2 separate regions of the Sus scrofa genome follow, and region 1 is linked to region 2. A link is a contact called in public HiChIP or PLAC-seq data. All regions are on one chromosome and are shown on one strand. The core of a region is the stretch at or near the end of the contact, and the rest is flanking DNA. Distances in the headings are between cores, read along the strand shown.

What was found. HiChIP or PLAC-seq counts read pairs in DNA pulled down with a chosen protein or histone mark.
Region 1: a contact with region 2 is called in an H3K27ac HiChIP or PLAC-seq map of alveolar macrophages, with 5 times the contacts expected there. The contact joins the promoter of SELENOS here to the promoter of ASB7 in region 2. A contact is called at or near these places in 1 of 5 promoter capture datasets (liver), 1 of 47 Hi-C or Micro-C datasets (alveolar macrophages) and 1 of 2 datasets of contacts at active chromatin or transcription factors (alveolar macrophages).

Annotation. Positions count from the first base shown.
Region 1 is chr1:139,835,521-139,838,220 of Sscrofa11.1, reverse strand. SELENOS (selenoprotein S) reads left to right here and starts at 1,298. Exons shown (of 6, transcript NM_001164113.1): 1 at 1,298-1,413; 2 at 2,051-2,185. The coding sequence starts at 1,338.
Region 2 is chr1:139,190,080-139,192,779 of Sscrofa11.1, reverse strand. ASB7 (ankyrin repeat and SOCS box protein 7) reads right to left here and starts at 1,373. Exons shown (of 6, transcript XM_003121646.4): 1 at 782-1,373; 2 at 526-614. It overlaps LINS1 (protein Lines homolog 1), which reads left to right and starts at 1,542. Exons shown (of 7, transcript XM_013993232.2): 1 at 1,542-1,686.

The DNA of each region.
Region 1 (2,700 bases), core at 49-2,548, 650 kb before region 2:
CAAGGATCCGGCATTGCGGTGAGCTGTGGCGTAGGTTGCAGACGAGGCTCAGATCTGGCAGTGCTGTGGCTCTGGTGTAGGCCGGTGGCTACAGCTCCAATTAGACCCCTGGCCTGGGAACCTCCATATGCTGCGGGTGCAGCCCTAGAAAAGACCAAAAAAAAAAAAAAAGTAAAACGTTCAGGCTTTCTTTGCCAAGGCACATGAATTCAAGTTCTTCAGTGAGGAGCCCTTCTTACTGCTTTTCCGACTCAGTGCTGAAAAGGCCCTTGTGAAGTCTCAGAGGTCGCCCCCTTGAGAAAAGTCTGGGTGAGGCAGCCAAGGGAGCCCTGGGCCTCCAGCCTCGCGTGGGCACACACTCTGAGGTCCTCCTGGCCCTATTCCTAATCCTCATCCCTTTTTTTGAGACATGACTAGGTACCTTCACTTTAAATCCTTCTTCAAGAAAATCTCAAGGTCAGATTTCAAAAAGTGTGGTTAACCTTGAGGACGCGGGTTCGATCCCTGTCTTCGCTCAGTGGGTTAAGGATCCGGCCTTGCTGTGAGCTGTGGTGTATGGGTTGTACATGTGGCTGGATCCTGTGTTGCTGTGGCTGTGGCACAGGCCCGGAGCTACAGCTCTGATTCAGCCCCTAGCCTGGAACCTCCGTATGCCCTGGGTGCGGCCTAAAAAGGGGGGGTGGTGGTTAAGGTTGGCCTCAGAGAGGTGGCGGTGGGTGAGGGGTGGAGGTGGGCCAAGAAAACAGCCAGGACGCTATTAAACATAATCATCAAGCCTTGTGACACTCAGTAAGATTCAGTGCGAGGTGGGGCCATTGGTTGTTGGGGTCATTCTTTTTCCAGAGATTTTGATTCTAAAGAATAGAACTCCTAGGCGAGCGGGGACTTTCTGGGCCAGGATTAAGGGTGTGGGCGCAAATCCGGTTTCCAACCTCCCCGGACGACCTCGGTGTCCAATCAAAAGCAAACACTCCCTAAGGAGGTTGTGAGGAAGTCGCCAAGAGGCCGAAGGCGCAGCGAAGCTGGGACACCCCTCAGGCAGCAGGTCACCCCGCCCCTCCCCGGTCTCTCTCAGCTCCTCCGGGATCTAGCCACCGCCCCTCCCGAGCAATCGCTTTTCAAGCCCTCACAACTCTCCCTCCCTCCTCCCCTCTTCCCCGCTGGGTCGCTTCGGCCACGCCCTCGCTACGATTGGCCGAACGCTTGGGCCGGGTCGCGACGCGATTGGCTCGGACGCCTGAATGCCGGCTTGGCGCGCCACGTGTACATAGGGGTTGGCCGGAAGGAGAAGGCTCCAGTTGACGCAGCCGGCCGGGCCAGGCCCTACGCTGGTGGCTATGGAGCAGGACGGGGACCAGCTGTCCGCGCGGCCGGCCCTGGAGACCGAAGGCCTGCGCTTCCTTCACGTCACGGGTGAGTTGGCATGGGCCGCTGGGCAGAGGGTTTGCACCGCCATGTTCGGTGGGTGGTTCTCCGCTGCGCCCGGGCCAGGCCCGGCCGGCACCCGGCTGTCAGCGCCGCACGCAGGCCCGGGCAGTGGGCCCGGAGCGCGCGTGGAAGCCCTCCCAGAGCGGCGCTTCCCTGGGCGGCGCCGTCGACCCTTTTTTTGCGCTAGTCCTTTACTCGATACGGAACAAGCCTTTCCGGGTTGCGGTTACTGGGGTCACTCGCCGCTTGGTGTTTGCCTCAGGCCTCGGCTCCCCGCCCCAAGCGCACCCCCGGCGCTGTGTTAGCCCCGCAAAGTCACCCCTTTCTATATGTTGGCAGAATCTGAAAGGCCTTTGGTCTCCTGAGTCAGTACACTTCCCTTCACCCCTCGAAACCCGGCTGGCGTACCCCACATCCTCCGGACTTGCCCCCTCGTGTTCCCCAAGTGGTTGAGAAGTCCCTTCTCAGTGGTCCCTGAATTGTCGCACTTCTCCCTGTTGTAACTGCCTGCTTAGGAGATCTCAGCCAGACCCGGAAGGAACTAGGCTCATTTTGCCTTTGTGGAATTTCATGGAAAAGCCCCGTCTTTTTTCCTTTCTTGAAAACTGTTTCTTCTTTCCAGTGGGCTCCCTGCTGGCCACCTATGGCTGGTACATCGTCTTCTGCTGCATTCTTCTCTACGTGGTCTTTCAGAAGCTGTCTACCCGGCTGAGGGCCTTGAGGCAGAGGCACCTGGATGGAGCTGCTGCTGCCCTGGGTTAGTGCCTGATAAAAAATCAAGGCGTGGCTTTACACTTACTTAAATATTTCAAAAGTTAGTCTGATATTAAGAGTAAGAAGTACAACTCTATGTAGAAGGGAAACTATTTTATGCTTCTGAAATTGATTTTGGTGAATGTACCATAGGTTTTTGTTTCAGTTGCAGCTTTTAATGGGAGAAAAACTCTGCTTGATGGTGTGTAGGGCACTCCCTGTGTATCTTGTTGCGTGGTTTTTCACTTAACAGCATAGGTTAGAGCTTCACATTTTCTCCATATCCATGGCTCTTGCGGGCTAACTCTGAGCTATCTCTAGAGCCATTGTGAGTGACAAGAAACTCTTTTAGTTTTTCACAGCCACTGCATTTTGATTTCCTCATCAGACCTGATATAGATTATTACACTTGGCTGTTTCAAAAACACATTCCCCCTGAACCAGTAGCTTTTAAGTAGTTGGATGCTAACAGTTGCTGAGGACATATCCTCCAAAAATGTTAAATGTTTTGAACATAAC
Region 2 (2,700 bases), core at 124-2,623:
TGGCATTATTTTCTGAAACTCTTAAGTTTCAAGTTATTACTGTATCTTCCTCTACCTAAACCTTCACCAGTTAGATAACTCAAAAGACTTTCTGGTAGAGGTAGAGAAAAGGTTATAGGAAAGTATACAGGGAAAGCAGAAAATTGTAGTTTAATTAAAAAGCAGAGTCATTCAGAATTAACAAGCAATTAACCAGGAATTGAGGAATTCCTATGAGAGTAAGAGGGGCAGGGAAACCACAAAAAGGTCTCAAAGTCTCTGAGCAGGGTACACGGTTCAGTGTACCGAAAGAAAATGCAAAACACGAAAACACTGTGCAGAGCAAAAGGGATAAAATACGTTCCTGGGAAAAAGAAGTTATTAAAATGTTAAAGATCAGGGCATAGGCAGTGTTTCTGGTTTTGCCTGGAAACTGGGGGCCAGGAAAGGGTTGCATTCCCAGGTAACCATCCCGAAAATAAAGCACTGCTTAATGAGGTAGGGGCCAAGAATAAACAATGGGGGAGGGGAGGAGTGGCTTATTACCTTTATGGAGGATGCTGGTCAGAGGCTCTCTGCTGCTTCTCTGGTGGTAGACCCTTCCTGCCCTCTCGCCTCCTCAAGCCAGCTCAAACCTGGAGATCAGAAAGCAGAAAGCTGTGCAGAGCCCCGGGGCGAGGAGGAGGGGGATCTGAGGAGGGGAGAGCAGAGGAAGAGAGTGGTAAAGGCAGGCAGGAAGAAGCAGGGATTCTCCTCCCTCCCAGGCCAGCCCCCTTCCCCTCCGGGAGGTAACTGACTTTACCTGTCTCCTCAGCTGCTGCTTCTCTTCCTCCTTTCAGCCTCCTCCACACTCACCAACTTCTCCATTGAAGAAACAGCCCAGGCAGGGCCGGACGCGGCTGTTCCTGGTCCTCCTCGGTGCCTCACGGCCCCAGTCCGGCCAGCATCCACACAGCCGAGCCGACCTGAGGCGGCGGTGCTGGCCGCCGGGCAGCCTCGGGGCAGGGGTGCAGGGAGGAAGTCCCGGCTCGGGTGGGGGGGCAGTCCCGGTCTGAAGGCTCAGAGCAGGGGGCTGCCGCGCTCCGGGCCGGAGGCTCCCAGCCACTGGGGGCACAGGAGGTCTCGGGGCAGCGAGGTCCCGGGTCATACAGGGTCCCAAGTGCCAGCCGCGGGGGCTCCAGGCAGGGGGCTTTCGGGATGCACTTTGCACTGGGCCACCCCCGCCCCCTCCCTCCAGCACTTTGGGGTCACTGGGATGGGACCAAGCCTTCAGCAGCCAATCAGCGGCCGCACTGGAGCCTGAGCCCGGAGCCGTAAACCAGGTCCGGAGTGGGTGGGGGTGGGGGGTGGGGACAACTTGGTTGGTTGGTTGCTTCCTTCTCTCCTCCTACCCCCAGCAGCCCCCACCCCTTGCCTGCCGTAAAGCCGCCTGCGCATTCGCGACAGTTAGGGGAGGCGTGCCGATTGGGGCTAGGACTCCTCTCGGATTGGCCTCACTCACTTCCCCTTCTGAGGCTTCCAATGCTCCGCCCCTGGCGGAGGGACTCCAGGCGGTTGCTAAGAAACGCGGTGCGCCGCACAGGGCCTCTGCGCATGCGGGAGAAGGCAACGCCGGGTTCTCTCCGCGAACTACGGTGGCCCGGAAGGGGCCGGTGCTCACGCGAATGGCGGTGCGGAGTCAGGGTGGCTCGAGCTGGTTCCCTGCAGGTAATTGGCAGCGGCCGCTAACTTTGGCGGCGCGGGAGGCGTGTGTGCGACCTACTGAGAGGCTGTCTCTGGGCTTAGGCTTAGGCTTAGAAAGGCGGCAGTCTCCAGGAGGCGAGGAGAGGGGAGCCTTGTCCCACCGCCCTCTTCAGCGCTTCTCAGACGCGGGTGCCGGGCCTTGGCAGGTCTTTCGGCCCCCGGGGCTCCGTTAGTTCCCAGGATGGCGTTCCTCGCCTGGCGAAGAAAGAGAGTCCTGTGGGCTGGCGGTGTCGCTTCAAGGGTTTGCCTGGAAGGGTGAAGTCCCTCAGGAATTCCTGTGGCTGAAAGGGAGAGAGGGGAAAATACGGGAGATGGCCATGTTTATTAAGTGCTTCTTTTCATTGAGCAGGTATTTACCGACCGGGCACTGTTGTAGCCGTTAGGGAGACCTCGGTGAACGAGGTAGATGCAATCACTCATCATCGTGGAGTTTTCACTTTACCAAGGGAGACTGACAAACACGAAACTATTTATCAGGTAGAGATAGGCTATGTAAAGGGAAGCGGAATGGGGTGGAGATTGGCTAAGATGTGATGGCTGTTTTGATAATAAAGGTCCCTGAGAATGTGGCATTTGAATAGTGATCTGAATGAGGAGATGCCAGCCATGCCAAGATCCGGGGTCGGGTGGGTTGGGGAGGATTTTGCAGGCGGAGACATCAAAAGTGCAAAACCTCTGATGCTAGAATAACTTTTGCTGTGGACAGAAACTGCAAGAAAGAGAACCAGGTAGTCCAGCATCATAGGAGGGATAATGGTTTGTGGTGAAGTTGGGGTTGATGGTGAAGCGGCGCGACAGTCTCCAGATCTTGTAGGACCTTGTAGCGGGTGGTAAGGTGGTAGAAAAATGATCATAACTCTATGTTTTGAAAAGATCACTGGCTGCTGGAGAAAGCTGTAGCTGAGAGTGGGGTTATAGAAAGACTGTTGTGATAGTCCAGGCAAGAGTTGACTTTGTTTTAAACTAAGTCACCCAATT